2 separate regions of the Ovis aries genome follow, and region 1 is linked to region 2. A link is a contact called in public Hi-C data. All regions are on one chromosome and are shown on one strand. Each heading gives the region's core, a stretch centred on a gene start, on an enhancer-like site or on the middle of the called end of the contact. The rest is flanking DNA. Distances are from core to core; before and after follow the strand shown.

The links. A called contact is a pair of places that touch in the nucleus more often than the background predicts.
Region 1: a Hi-C map of hypothalamus shows a contact between it and region 2, with 7 times the contacts expected there. The contact joins the promoter of LOC121817620 here to the enhancer-like site in region 2. A contact is called at or near these places in 4 of 16 Hi-C or Micro-C datasets (hypothalamus, liver, muscle and 1 more).

Annotation. Positions count from the first base shown.
Region 1 is chr22:50,750,025-50,756,964 of ARS-UI_Ramb_v3.0, reverse strand. It overlaps LOC121817620 (protein enabled homolog), which reads left to right and starts at 2,604. Exons shown (of 3, transcript XM_060404595.1): 1 at 2,604-2,625; 2 at 2,671-3,102; 3 at 3,214-3,784. The coding sequence starts at 2,604. The coding sequence ends at 3,446. NKX6-2 (NK6 homeobox 2) reads left to right here and starts at 6,761. Exons shown (of 3, transcript XM_027960341.3): 1 at 6,761-6,940. The coding sequence starts at 6,813.
Region 2 is chr22:50,670,698-50,676,701 of ARS-UI_Ramb_v3.0, reverse strand. It overlaps INPP5A (inositol polyphosphate-5-phosphatase A), which reads right to left. Exons shown (of 15, transcript XM_042238651.2): 3 at 3,874-3,961. Among named protein-coding and RNA genes, the nearest start is that of NKX6-2, 77 kb to the left of the region's middle. Within about 2 kb of position 1,966, at least 5 of the 54 cell types and tissues checked have an H3K27ac peak or open chromatin away from gene starts, as enhancers often do. A contact at or near this core is called in hypothalamus, where this site is marked.

The DNA of each region.
Region 1 (6,940 bases), core at 1,355-3,854, 80 kb before region 2:
ACCCTTTGAAAGTGCGAATAGTTTCCCATCAGCGGCAGCTCCTCCCCTGGAGATGAACCCCCTTCTGGAATGGTCCTTGGGGTGGCCCTGCCCCAGCTCCCGCCCCCTCACGGGTCTCCAGGAAGCAGGCCCTCCCCCAAGTAGCTGTTGGGCGCCCTCAGTGACGGTGCAGGGGTCACCCTGTCCATAATGCCAACCTGCATCTGTCGGGCTCAGTCGTTAACTGGCCTCCTGTCTGCCGCCTCCACCCCGAGAGGCGTTTTAATAAAGACCTGGGGACACGTGGACGCTCCGGCCTGAGCGCCAGACCCCGCCGGTGGCGGGAGCGGGGTCGGGGGGAGCGTCAGTGCAGCCCCCCACCTCGGCCAACGACAGCGGCGGGGCTGGACACAGCACAGCTGGACCCTCACCCGCCAGCAAGCCCCCACGGCATCCAGAGCAGCCTGGAGCGCAGCCAGAAGCCCTTCCGGAAGCGTCCACTCGGCCAGCGCTGTCCGAGCCATTCTGGGAGCGCAGCGAACAGGCTGCAGCCGCTGCCCTCACACAAATCTTGCGCTCGGCGCCCAATCAGCGCGCTTGGCACGCGGTCAGACCCCCGGGAGAGCAGCCCCGGGGAGAGACCATTACGCGACTGCACGTCTGGTGCGGGGTCCGGGGCGGGGGGCCTGGGATGGGCTTGGGGCTGATTTACGGCCGCCCTGTCTTTGTCCTTCCCTGAAGGAGACGCGAGTCTTGGGACCCCGAGGAGCGCTTCTGAGGCGCCATGCGGCTGCACCGCCTCCTTGGGGCTCCTTTGCCTGGCTCTCGTTGTCACAGGCATGCGGTGGGGAGTGATTTCCAGCTCATGTCAGAACACTCTGGGTGCCGTGCCCCAGCTGGACCCGTCCAGGGAGGGAGAGGGAGTCGCACTCCTGAGGTCTGGAGCCCCCCCCCGCCCCCCTCCCCCCGCCCAGCCTGGATGTGGCTGTGAGGGACTGGGGGCCACGGGTCTCCAACAAGAGCCGAGCACCACCCAGAAGCAGAAAGCAGAGCAAAATGGCAACCCCAGAAAGGTGCCGGAGCCGGGGCGCCCACGGGCCTGGAGGTGGAAGGGGGAGAGGTTGAGGGGCAGGTGTGTCCATGCTTTCGGCCGTTGTCCTTGAGGGGCCGTTCTCTCCTGAGCCCCCGATACTCTGGGCCAATCCTTTACTCGAGCTCTTAGCAGCCTGGGCCCCTGGTGGCTCAGAGCCTGTCCTGGACCAAGAACCTTGCAGGACCTTGGAAATGAGGAGGTGACCCAGCCTTGGTGCCGGGTGGACGTTCACGTGGAAAGTGTGAGGGGGTGGGTAGCGGACCTGGGGGCGGGGCCCCGGGGAGGGAGGAAGCCCAGGGGGGCGGGGCCGCGGGGGTGTGGCCAGCGCCGCCCCCGTACAGGGGCGGAGAGGCTGCGGCCCGCCGCCCATCAGATGGGGCCGCCCTGCAGAGCCCAGGTGCCCCAGTCAAGGAAACTGCAAAGTGCCAGACTCTTAAGAAGCTGCCTGAGAAGAACCTGGAAACAACTGGGCCTACGTCAGCGGAGGGTGGACGTCTGTTCGTACGTGGGAACCTCCCAGTAGGCACGAGAGGCCTGCGGCCATGTGCCCCCGGGAGGGAGTGACCCAGAGTCGTGAGGTCAGGTGACCGTGCAGCCCTGCACAGCCTCAGGTGCCGGGAGGCCACGTGGTCACAGCCGCCCCGTTTCTGTTGGACGGGCGAACAGTCTCAACCTGGCGACTGGGTGCTTCTTTCAGAAGGAAGGTGAGGCCCGCACACAGCGTGGTGAGAGAGGCGGGGGTCTGCAGACAAGAAGGAATAGTGTGGTTCTGTGCACTGCTCTGGGGATGTTCCTACGTGTATCAAGACGCATAACTTTTAAAGAAGTAGAGGAGCTGGAGAAGGGGAGCTGGGGCGCGCGGGGAGGGGCTCTGCAGGGGGGAGACGCTCTGCAGGGGGGAGACGCCCAGCTGTCCCTGGCTGGGGGCGGGGCTTCAAACCCAGAGAAGCAGAGCCTCGCAGCGCAAGGGGGAGGGGTGGGAGCTTCTCGAAGGTCCGGGAGCCCTGGCCATTGTCCAGGCCGCCTCCTGCCGGGAAGGGGCGGGCAGCCCGGGCCCCTCGGCCTCTGCTCCCAGGTCTCTGCCGCTTCCTTTACAGACCTACTGGGCCCCTCCCACCTGCCAAGGGTCTTTCCAGGGAAGGTGCGTGGCTCAAAGCCCCGTTCAGGGACTTCCACACGCCCATGGTGTCTGACACCTGAGTACAGGGATCTCCCTGGGGGAGCCCAGGCTTTGGGAAAACCCTGTGAAGCCTGGAACTGAGTTCATGTTCGTTTCTTGACCCTGTAGCACTTAGCCCCCTGGGTGCCCCAGCCATGAGGGGCCCTTGCAGCTAGGTGCCGACCTGACGGCAGGTGCATCAGTGCGGAGGGGCTCAGAGCGTACCAAGCAGAGAGTGAGCCTCAGGACGACGAGAGCCAGCGGACAGTGGTCCAGGGGGTGGTGGAGGGCAGGGCGGCAGCAGAAGGACCGGTGTGGGGTCCGAGGGGAGGGGGCCGCTGGGGCCTGGGTCTGAGGCTCACTGGTCATCTCATGGGGATTAGACCCAAGCGGAGTGTGGGGGGCAGGACTGAGCTACAAGCAGCGGGGAGAGGGTGAGGTCGGGCCAGCGCCCCGCTGGGGCCTCCTCTCGTGGCCCCCGCCCCCTGCCTCCCGCCCCTCGCAGCCCAGGCCCAGGCCCAGGCCCAGGCGCACCCTCAGCCTGCAGTGACCCTTCAGGCAGTCACCCTGCGGGTGGCGCTGGGGGTCAGCGGAGCGGAGCGGGCAGGGGTTCTTCCAGCTGCCTTTCCAGGGTCGGCCAGGCGAGGGCACCAGCGGGACAGGCAGGGGTCCGGTCTTTCCCGGCCTGGATGTTTGCGGGGAGGAGTGGGGTTCGCGCCCACCCAGCTCCCTTCAGCGTCTGCAGAACCTGGGAGCGCCTGCAGCAGCACAGGCGCCCAGCAGGCGGCCTCTCCGGCTCCAGGGCCCCCACGCCTCCACCCCTGCGCCCCCAGCTGGCAGGCACTTGGTTCTCTTGACCCACCAACCCCTGGTGAGCAGCCCCCTGACTCTGCCCCCAGGTGCCGTCCCCTCCTCTTGCTCCCGGAGGTCGAGGACTGGTCCCACGTGGGAGGACAAAGCCAGGGTCCTTTGCCTTTTGCAGGAAGCCATCGAGAGGGTGTGCTTGGGGCAGGGGGCAGCTCCGCGACTTACCAGCCTCTCAAAATGGCAAATCTTCATCCGTTTGCCAACTCCAGAGCTATCTGCGTGGAGATGGGATCCAAGCTCCTTCCAGAGACAAACCCTCTTCCTCCCCTCCGTCCCCCGGCCCCACGCCTGCCAGGCTCTGACCCAGTCCGGGCTAGGACACCGGCTGGTCCTGGCTGGCCCTCCTGAGGGACCACCTTCCCGACCTCCCTCTTCCCAGCGGGCACTCGGCCCGTTCCTATGCTGCACGGACTTGCGGGGTTTTGTTTAATGTTGAAGAGGGCGGCAGAGGATGAGATGGTTGGATGGCATCACCCACTCAATGGACATGAATCTGAACAGCTGGCGGACAGGGGAGCCGAGCCTGCTGCAGCCCATGGGGCCGCAAAGAGTCCGACGACTTGGCGACTGAACAACACCCAGTCGTGCCCGCCGGGGTGCAGGGTGGTGCTCGCTGTTCACGTGGCTCTCCCCGAGCGCGCCTGGCAGGGAGCATGACCCGATAAATAAACGTGACTAAGTCAAGATTTCTGCCAAACCGCGAGCTCCGCGCTTGCCCGCGACGTCAACGCGAGAGCGCGGCGAGGCGCACGGCCGCCTTCCTTGGCGGGGCTTCTCCTTCGGCACCAGGAGGGGGCATTGGCAGACCCGTCCGTTCCAGCGAAATCGGCTCGGGCGGCGCGATCCGAGGCGCTCCTTACCCGCAGGACTCTCCTCCCCCGGCCAACCCGGGGCGGGGAGGCGTTTCCTTCGGTCTTATCCGGGGGGCGGCTCCCGGGAGCGCCGGAGGAGAAGGTGGGGCGGTGGCCAGGCGCCAAGCGGAGGCACGGAGCCCCGGAGTGCCCAGAGATGGCGGGCCGACAGGTGGAACAGGTGGAGCCTACACACCCGGAACTGGGGCGCTGGGGTCGGGGGTGGCGGTGGGGGTTGTCCCGTGCCACCGCGTGCGGAAGGGTAGGCGGGCGGGAGTCCGGGGCTTGGGAACCCCCGCGCGGGGCGGGGCAGGGCGCGGGGACAGGGCTCCGAGACACCCTCCGCCAGACAGCATGGAGAAGCAGCTGCCCTCACCCCGCTCTTGGCGTCCCCAACCCACTCTGGCCCCTCCAAATGGCACTCCATCCCCCCATCCCGCACCCACGGCACCCAGCTCCCTGGAGAGCCAAGCACAGCCCCACTCGCGACCCCAAGCGTTCCGGCCGCAGCCCAGGGAGGGCCCCGGGGCGCAAGCTCCCCCGGGGTGCAGGGGAGTGGGTCGGCACTGTTTCCTCGGAGGGAAGGGGGATGCAGAGGCCTGAGCCTGGGGGCTCGAGGAGCCGAGCGCGGCGCCCAGAGCGGCAGTGCCCCTCCTGCCACCGAACCGAGGTCTCAGGAGGATAAGGCGCCCTGTAGACCGTCCGGGCGCGCCACGCCTGGCCCGCCAAGAGGACTTCAGCCCCAGCAATCCAGAACTTGCTCCCCCCGGCAGAATCGGGAGGGGGGGCCGGCCCGCCCCTCACGTGGCCCCGCCCCGGTCCCCCTGGTCCCTCCCCAAGTCCTGACCTCCCGCCCAGATCAGAGGCTTGGGAGGCCGGGCCGCCGCCTTCCAGGAGCCCAGAGGGGCCCAAACCCGGCATAAAAGGACATACGCTGTGCCCGAGGTGAGGGGCGCAAGCCAGGCCCGGGGCGGATCTCAGGGCTCAGCCGCCACAGTGAGCGCGGAGAAGCTCGATTTCCGGGGTCTGGCTCGGCTGGTGCGGATTTGCCTGCGGGGCAGCCGCATCCGGATCCCGCGAGTGCGGCCCGGCCAAGCTTGCGGGGAGAGGGAAACTCCCTCCCGCACGGGCTGCACCACACACGAAGCCGGCCGGTATCACGCGCGGTGGCACGCCGCCCGGGACAGCACGGGGCGCGCGCACGCAGGCAGTGGGAGCCGCCAAACGCCTGCCCGGGCCCGGCGGCCAGTGGCTTTCTTAGAGGCGATCTGGTGTAGGGACTCGCAGCACCACACCCGTAGAACTGCCCAAAACGAAAATGGACCCCTGGAGATCTCGGTATCAGGGGACGCTGGGTTCCTGCCCAGAGCCGAGAGGGCCGCTGTCGTTTGTGCCACCGAAATCCTGGCGGCCCGGGTGAAACGGGAAAGTCGTTGTTAACCTGCCGCACCAGGCCCGAGAGAGGCCGGCTGGCAGACACAGCAACCTGTCCCCTCTCCAACGAATCGGCGGCCGTCGGTTGGTACGCGTTCCCGTCACGTTCCCAACGGGCAGCGAATAATAGTAATAACCATCACTTAATAATATGTGACACCACCGAAGAGAACCAAGGAGGCAACTTCCACGATTGTACTCGGCGCCTGTTTGGCGCCTGCTCTTCGTGGTTTACTGAGATCTTATTTGAACCCCGCACAACCATCTACGAGGTGGGAGGAGTACTCACCCCGAGGACGACACCACGCGCTCGGCGTGCCGGTCAAAAGACCGCGCTTCTGCCCGCGGCCCCACGCGCCCCGTGACCCGGAGTCAGTGTGCCAGGGTTCCCGACCCCAGGCTCCGGCCGCGCTTCGCGAGGGAGCGGCTGCGCGAAAGGTCCCGCGCGGCATCCAGACCGGAGCTCCGGGTTCAGGTTGCCTCCCAGGAATGAGGTGGCACCGCGCGACCGGGAAATGACCCAGCCCGGCCAAGTACAGCCCCGCGGGGCCGGGAGTGGACGGGGACCCGATCCCATACCCACCACACGCGACCCGGCGGCCCCGGGACAGGCCTCGCCGAGGCGCCAGCCACTGGGTGGGGAAACAGCGGATTCTCGCGGGCCAAGTCTAACCTTCGGCCCGTGGACGCAGACATCCCGCTTCTCGCGCCCTCTGCATCCCGGAGCAGGAGGTTCTCGGAAATGTTCTCGGTCCTCCTTCAAATCTGGGGCCGCGACCCCGAGAGTGCCTGCCGGCTCCCCGCGCCCTCCCGCCGGCGCCTCTGCACCGAACAGGGCGCACCGCGTGTGTCGAGTGGATCCTCAAATCTGCATTCTCTCGGTGATAAAATATGCTCTCGTATTTTTTCCTGATTTCCCATTAAAACCTTTGCCTAACTAAACTCCCATCCAACGGGATTTATTTCGTCCCCGGGGAGATAAATCAGGGGGCAAATTTACGGCCCGGGAGGGACCCGCCGCGCTAATGGGCGCTTCATGGAGTGCGCGGCGGGGGCGCGCGGACGGCGGGCGCTGGCCAATGGCCGGGCCGCGGGCGCCCACAGCCAATCAGCGCGCGCGCCGCGCCGGGGCCCCGCGGTTATCAGCGCGTCCGGCCCGCGCGGCGCCGCTCCGACCGGCCCCGGGGCTGCTGCTGCCGCCGCCGCCGCCGCCGCCGCCGCCGCCGCCGCCTCCGCCGCCTCCTCCCGGAGTGCCCCCGGCGGCGCCCGGCCTGCGCCGGAGCCGCCACCCGCCCTCGCGCCCGCCCTCCGCGCCGTCGGCGCCCTCGCCCGGCGCCCGCCCGGGCCGCGCGCAAACTTCCCGGGCCGGCGGGCGGCGGCGGCGGCGGCGGGGCCCGGATGGGCGCCCGGGCCGGCGGCGGCGGCGCCCATGGACGCTAACCGCCCGGGCGCGTTCGTGCTGAGCAGCGCCCCGCTGGCCGCGCTGCACAACATGGCCGAGATGAAGACGTCGCTGTTCCCATATGCGTTGCAGGGCCCGGCCGGTTTCAAGGCGCC
Region 2 (6,004 bases), core at 717-3,216:
GACCCCCCACCCCGGACGTCAGGGCCTGACCCAGGTCTTCTGGTCTGATCACGAGGGAGAAACAGTCAGGCCACAGGGGGCTGCTCGCCTGGTGAATGGGGACAGCAGCTTGCAGACCTCAGCGTCAGCGGGGAGGGAGGGGGCTTCCTGCAGGGACCTGAGACGGCCCTTCTTCCGACGCCACAGCCTCCCCCTGCCAACAGGGCCCAGTCCTGGGAGACCCCCAGAACCGCGAGTCCATGTCTGTGGGACTGGACTTGGCCACACTCTTGCCCACCCACGAAGCCCAGGAGAGTGCCTCTTTCCAGGGTCCAGGCCGGTGGGGATGATGGAAGCTGGTGGGGGGAGCAGGGGCCGGCCAGGCTGTGGGCAGTGCCTCCTCCATCTTCCAGGCGCAGCCGCGCAGCCCGGGCACTCGGGAGGCAGGTGCCAGCAGGCTGACCCGTCTGTCCAGATGGAACCCACTTCCAGAGCTTTGAGGGGAAGTCAGAACCTCCGTGCTCTAGGGCAACGCTGCGTTCGCCAAAGCCAGGCGCAGAGCCCTCAGGAGCCTGGCCCCGGCGCCTGCGCTGGGCGGGACCACCACGCGGCACCTCCACAGGCTAGGAGGGTCAGCCCTGCCCACCCTGTCTCCTGCACCTGCCAACACCCTGCAGGAGCGGGTGAGGACCAGCCAGGCATGTGGCCACAGGCTTCACCTCACGCCTCGCGGCCCCCACCAGGCTTGTCCCTAGCAGGCGGTGCCAGGGCCCGGCAGCCACCCCAGGAGGGGCTCTGGGAGCAGGGAGCGGGTGGGCAGGGCCTCAGGCCCCCCCAGTCACACTGCAAGGGGCTCCCAGGGTCCCCTGACGGCGTACTTGCTGTGGTGGGGACAGAGCCAGCATCTGAGCCTCATGAGGGATGAAAACTGGGCCATCCTGGCTCTTCCGGACAAACACAAAACCACCAGGGTGTCAGGTGTGGAAGTCGGCCAGGAAACCCAGGGCGCTTTCCACTGCACCACAGAAAACACCGGGGCGAAGCTGTCCAGGATGGGGTCAGTGGCACAGCCCCCTCCCCACCCAGAGCAGCGCCCTGTCCAGACCCCTGGGCACAGAGAGGCCCACGTCCGCTCAGGGAGACCCGGGGGGGGGCGGGAATCAGGGCCGGGGAGGGCAGGTACCTGGGGGGCAGCCCCTTCCTCGTGGGGTCTTACCCCACTGCCCATGGCTTCCAGCTCATCCCAGCCCCCACCTCCCCAACTGTGCATGAGCCTTCCATCTCCCCGACTCCAAAGTGGAGGCCCCAGGCTCAGATCCCCTGCACCAGGGAAACCCACCCAACCAGCGGTGCTCGAGGTGCGCAAAGCCAGACCTCTGAGATCCAGGCCCTCTGCCCCGGGCCCCGCCCACCCACTCAGACAGTCTGCCGAGCAGCTGGTAGGTGCTGAAGCAGGCCTAGGCCCGGCCGCTCAGGGACAGACCTGGTGTTCCCAGACTCTGGATCCAAGGGGCAGACGCAGAGAGCAGAAGGCGGACACAGCCCAGCAAGGTGGCCGCGGCCCGAGGCACGGGTCTAGGGGCCAGGGGCCTGGGCCAGCCTGCAGGCTCCAGCCAGTCCCTCCAGCTCACAGCGTGGTCACCCAGGGGCCGGGCAGTCAGCCCGTGAGGGTAGTCAGGAAGTTCGCAGGAGCAGGATGGGGGATGGGAGGCTGGGGCACCTCGGAAGGAGGAGACCTCCCAGGAAACAGGCAGGCAGGGGACTGGCCAGCGGGCAGGGTCAGAGGGAGCGGAGCCGCCCAGGACGGCCAGTGGGGGACAGTCCGTCTCCTCAGGCCCGAGTGGACCACATGAGCCACCTGCTTCAGTGAGCGGCCACTCAGGACGGTCTTCGCGAGCAGACAGAATTTAGCGTTATCAGTTTAAGTCTAAAATCTGCGCTTCCAGCAGCTCCGGCTGGAATGGGAAGTGCTGCTCTGGCGCCACCTCCTGGTGAAGACCAGGACCTGCAGGCCCCTGCTGAGCGGCTGCACCACACAACCAGAGCCCCGCCCCGCCCAGAGCCCCGAGACAGGGCACAGCTCCCCCAGGCTGCACCCCCCCCCAGAGCTCCCCGCCCCGCAACAAGAGCCCCGCCCCACAGCGCCCCGGCCCCCCAGCCAGAGCCCCGCCCCCCCCGAGCGCCCTGCCCCCCAACCAGAGTCCCCACCGGGCCCAGCTCCCCCAGGCTGCAGACCCCCTCTTAACTGTTGCTGCGGGCTCTGGGGCCCCCACCTCGTGCTCATCACCAGGGGCAGCTGCAGGTTCACCCCCTTTCTGGGAACAGGCTACTATTTTCTGATCCCTATTAATACCTGTGACAGCATTTATGTACAAGATAAATTCATTTCAATTTCCTTTTTCAATTAATGGCCTATTATTTGAACCACACTCAGCTAAAAATATTACTCCAACGCCATTAATCTTGTAAAAATTAAATTTCCCTCCCTCTGACAGGCAGAGGCCAGCAGGCTGGGGCGAGGGGGTGGCCACATGGCTGCCCAGCCCTGCCCAGAACCGCAGGGGCGCAGAGGCCCCTCCACCAGGACGGCAGAGGGCCCGGCAAAGGTGGCTCCACGCAGGACCGTGAGGGGGCGGTGGACGGGCACGCAGAGCCAGGGCCAGGTAGGCCTTCACCTCAGACCGTTCCTGCCAAACGCACGCCTCCCCTGAGACAGCATGTCCAGAGCAAGGTCCAGACCGGGGTGTGGAGTCCTGCGGACATTCCCGCCCGGGAGACACGGCCACGCAGGACCGCGGCTGCAGGCGGCGCTACTGGGAGCGAGCAGCCCACGACGGCCCGCGGGGTGAGGCAGGCAGGGAGTGAGGCCCCGACGCGCCCTGGGCAGGTCCGGCCTCCGGCCTCCGGCCTCGTCTCCAGACCCTGTCCGGTCCCGCGGACCCCGGGACACAGCCTCGGAGACCTCAGACCCGAGCTGTCCCATGTCCGGGCTGGCGTCCGGTGAGAGGTCAGTCTTGCCCAAGGAGGCGCCGCCTCGAGTGCCTTCCCGGGCTGAAACCAAGCGGCATGGCCCCGTCACGATCGCGCCATCAGCGTACTGGACCAGAGAGGAAAGGCGGGCCTGGGAGGCCGAGACTCCGAAGGTCCCGGGGGAACAGGAGGGGCGTGGCCTCGACACCTCGACGCCCAACCGGACGCGCGTCGGCGGTGGCTGCTGGTTATTCCGCCAGGTGGCTTGTCCACAGTGTGAAAACGTCTAATTCTGGGTACTTAAAATTACTTCCAGTTTTCACTGGCAAATAATTTTTGATAACCTTCCTTACACACAACCGTCTGCACGACGGCCGTTCCTCCAGGGAAGCTGCTGAGTGAGGGGAATGCTCTGATGCAGGTTTCTGCTTTCCGTTGCAAACTGAGAAACCCCTTTTTGAGATACACCTCCAGGGGCGAGGCAAGAGCACAGCGGAGCCCTCTCAGCCCCCAGGCGCCTCCACCGTGAACGATTCCTCACCCCGCCAACCATCTGGCTGCAGCCACGACGGGTGGCTCCGAGCAGGCCGCAGAGAGCGAGAGAACCGAGCATCCCAAGAAACTGCCACAGGGCTGTGTGAGAGAGACGGGGACAGATAGCGGGCACGCCCGCCTTGCTGAGGCCACGGCGTCTGTGCCCGAAGGCCAAGGCCCCAGCCCCTGACGAGCTGACGACGCCACCCTCCACCAGACGGGGCCGCCCAGCTCCGCTGCGCCGAGACGCCCGCCTGTCCCCCACCCAGCACAGCCCTGGCCGTCAGGCCAGCGGGGGCTGGTGTCTGCGGTCCCCCCGCCGTCAAGTGGGGCCCGCGCCCGGCCCGTGCCCGGGATGGGCCGCCCCGCGCCGAGGCGGAGCACGCTCACCGTGAACTGCTCCTGGGACTTGTAGTTCTCGTCCAGGTAGACCCGCGCCCGGCTGTACTCCTTCATGGCATCGCTGGAGAGCAGCTCCCTGGAAGGAAGAGCGGCATCTTCACACACATCACGCAGGCAGCTCCCTGTCCCACAGCAGCGCTCACGGGGGCAGGAACGGCAGCCTCGAAACCACGGGAGCGCGGGAGCAGGGGAAGGAAGCGGGAGGGGGAGGCCCATCTCTAAGACGCGCCTGGAGTGCAGCCGCCACGCACCCCCAGGGTCTGCGATGGCTCTGGATGGATGGGGGGTGCCTGACCCCCCGAGGGCTGCACCCCAACACCGCCTGGCAAGGAGGGGGGACACGGCTGCCGTGTGACCCACTGGCCCTCCACCCGGGATGGGGAGAAGAGGGCTCCAGCTCTGAGAACTGAAGAGGAGGCAGGAAGGAGCAGGGAGGAGGGCCGGGAGGACCAGCCTTGAGGGGGTCAGATGAGTGCCCGAGCCCCGGCCACCTGCCGGACAAGCCCCAGCGTGCCCGCGGGCAAGGTGGGGTGTGGGCACAACAAACTGCAAGATCAGCTTGCCGAGAAGCGGAAAACAGGACCCGTGCTCCACAAGAAAGTCAACAGAAACAGACCCTGAAAGGACAAGAGCAATGCAGTTCACTGAAAGGAAACTTGAAAGAGCGAAGATATAACCGAAGAGTCACAGGACAGCGTGCACAGAGTGGCGAGGAAAACACGGATACAAATGGCACCGCTAGGACTCCAGTTACGGAAGTGACTCCACCGAACGGGCCTGAGAGCAGGTGAGAGTGTGAGCAGAAGAGGGTAGGTCAGTGACCAGAAGACAGGACTATCCAAACTGGAGCAAAGAAGGAAATATGAACTGGAAAATCCGGAAGAGCTGTAGAGACCTCCGTGACCGGAAGGGAGGAACAATCCATGAGCTTTCCTGAAATTTCAGTGAAATTATGAACCCACAGGTTGGAAAAGCTCAAAGAACTCCAAGCAAAAGAAACACAAAGAAAATCAAACTAAAGCAAAACAATCAAGTTGCTACACAGCAGCTAGAAAGACAAACTCAGTGTCGGGGGAAGAAGACGCACTATATTCAGAAGATGAAGACCAGAACAACGGCCAATTCTGCTCAGGAACAAGGCCGCACAGAGGACAATGGGGCAGTATCCTTAAAGTACTGAAGGGGAAAATGGACAAGCTAGAATTCTGTTTTCAACAGAAACATCTTTCAAAAACAAAGACAAAGACTTTCTTCACACAAACAAAAGCTGAGATAATTGATCAGCAGCAACTTGTGTTGAGATAAATGTTAACGTTCTCAGGTCAAAGGAAGATGGTGCGGAGAGAAAGCTGACTGCAGACACGGCCGTGCCCCGGGAGCGGCAGGTGGCCACGCAGGGGATGCGTTCCTGCACTTTCTAACCTTTGAAACACGTAGCTGACTGGGTCAGAGCAAAAACAGCAACACGCGCGTCACGCAACTCGGGCAGGAATGAAGTGCCTCTAAGGGCAGCAGGAGGATGGCAGGCGCCCGGGAGCGTGTGATGGCACGGAGGTGAGACCCTGCAGCTGCGTCTGCTTGTCTCTGAAATGCCCGGCTTCCCCAAAGTGTTCTCTTCTCGTGGACCTATTAGAGCTCTTTAGATATTTAAACACTGACAATTTTTGACAGTCAAGTACATTGCAGATACTTTTCCCAAGTGTGGCTAAGCTTTGACTTCGTTTACAGTGTCTTTTGATGAAGACTTTAATATCACCACGGCCCAGTGTGTCTGTCTTTCCTTTGCTGGACCTTGCGCACCTTCTGAAGAAGCCTCTGCCCGGATGCTCTCCTGCACTTCACCCTCGGACCATCAGACCACCCTCAGGCCTCTCGCCCTCACTCTGGGTCAACTGGAACTCAGCCCAGGCGGGGCGGGGGGACCAGGGCAGGGCGGGAACACAGCCTCACAGCTTCCTGGCCCAGGACCCCGCGGTGCCCTCCCGACCCAGCTGCCCCTGGCCACACCCGGGGGGGGCGTGGGGGCTCCTGCACAGCCCGCTGGGTGTCGCCCCGCCCCCACACACGGGGGGCTCCGGGCCGGGGCAGTGCGGATGCCCACCTCACTGTGCTGCAGAAT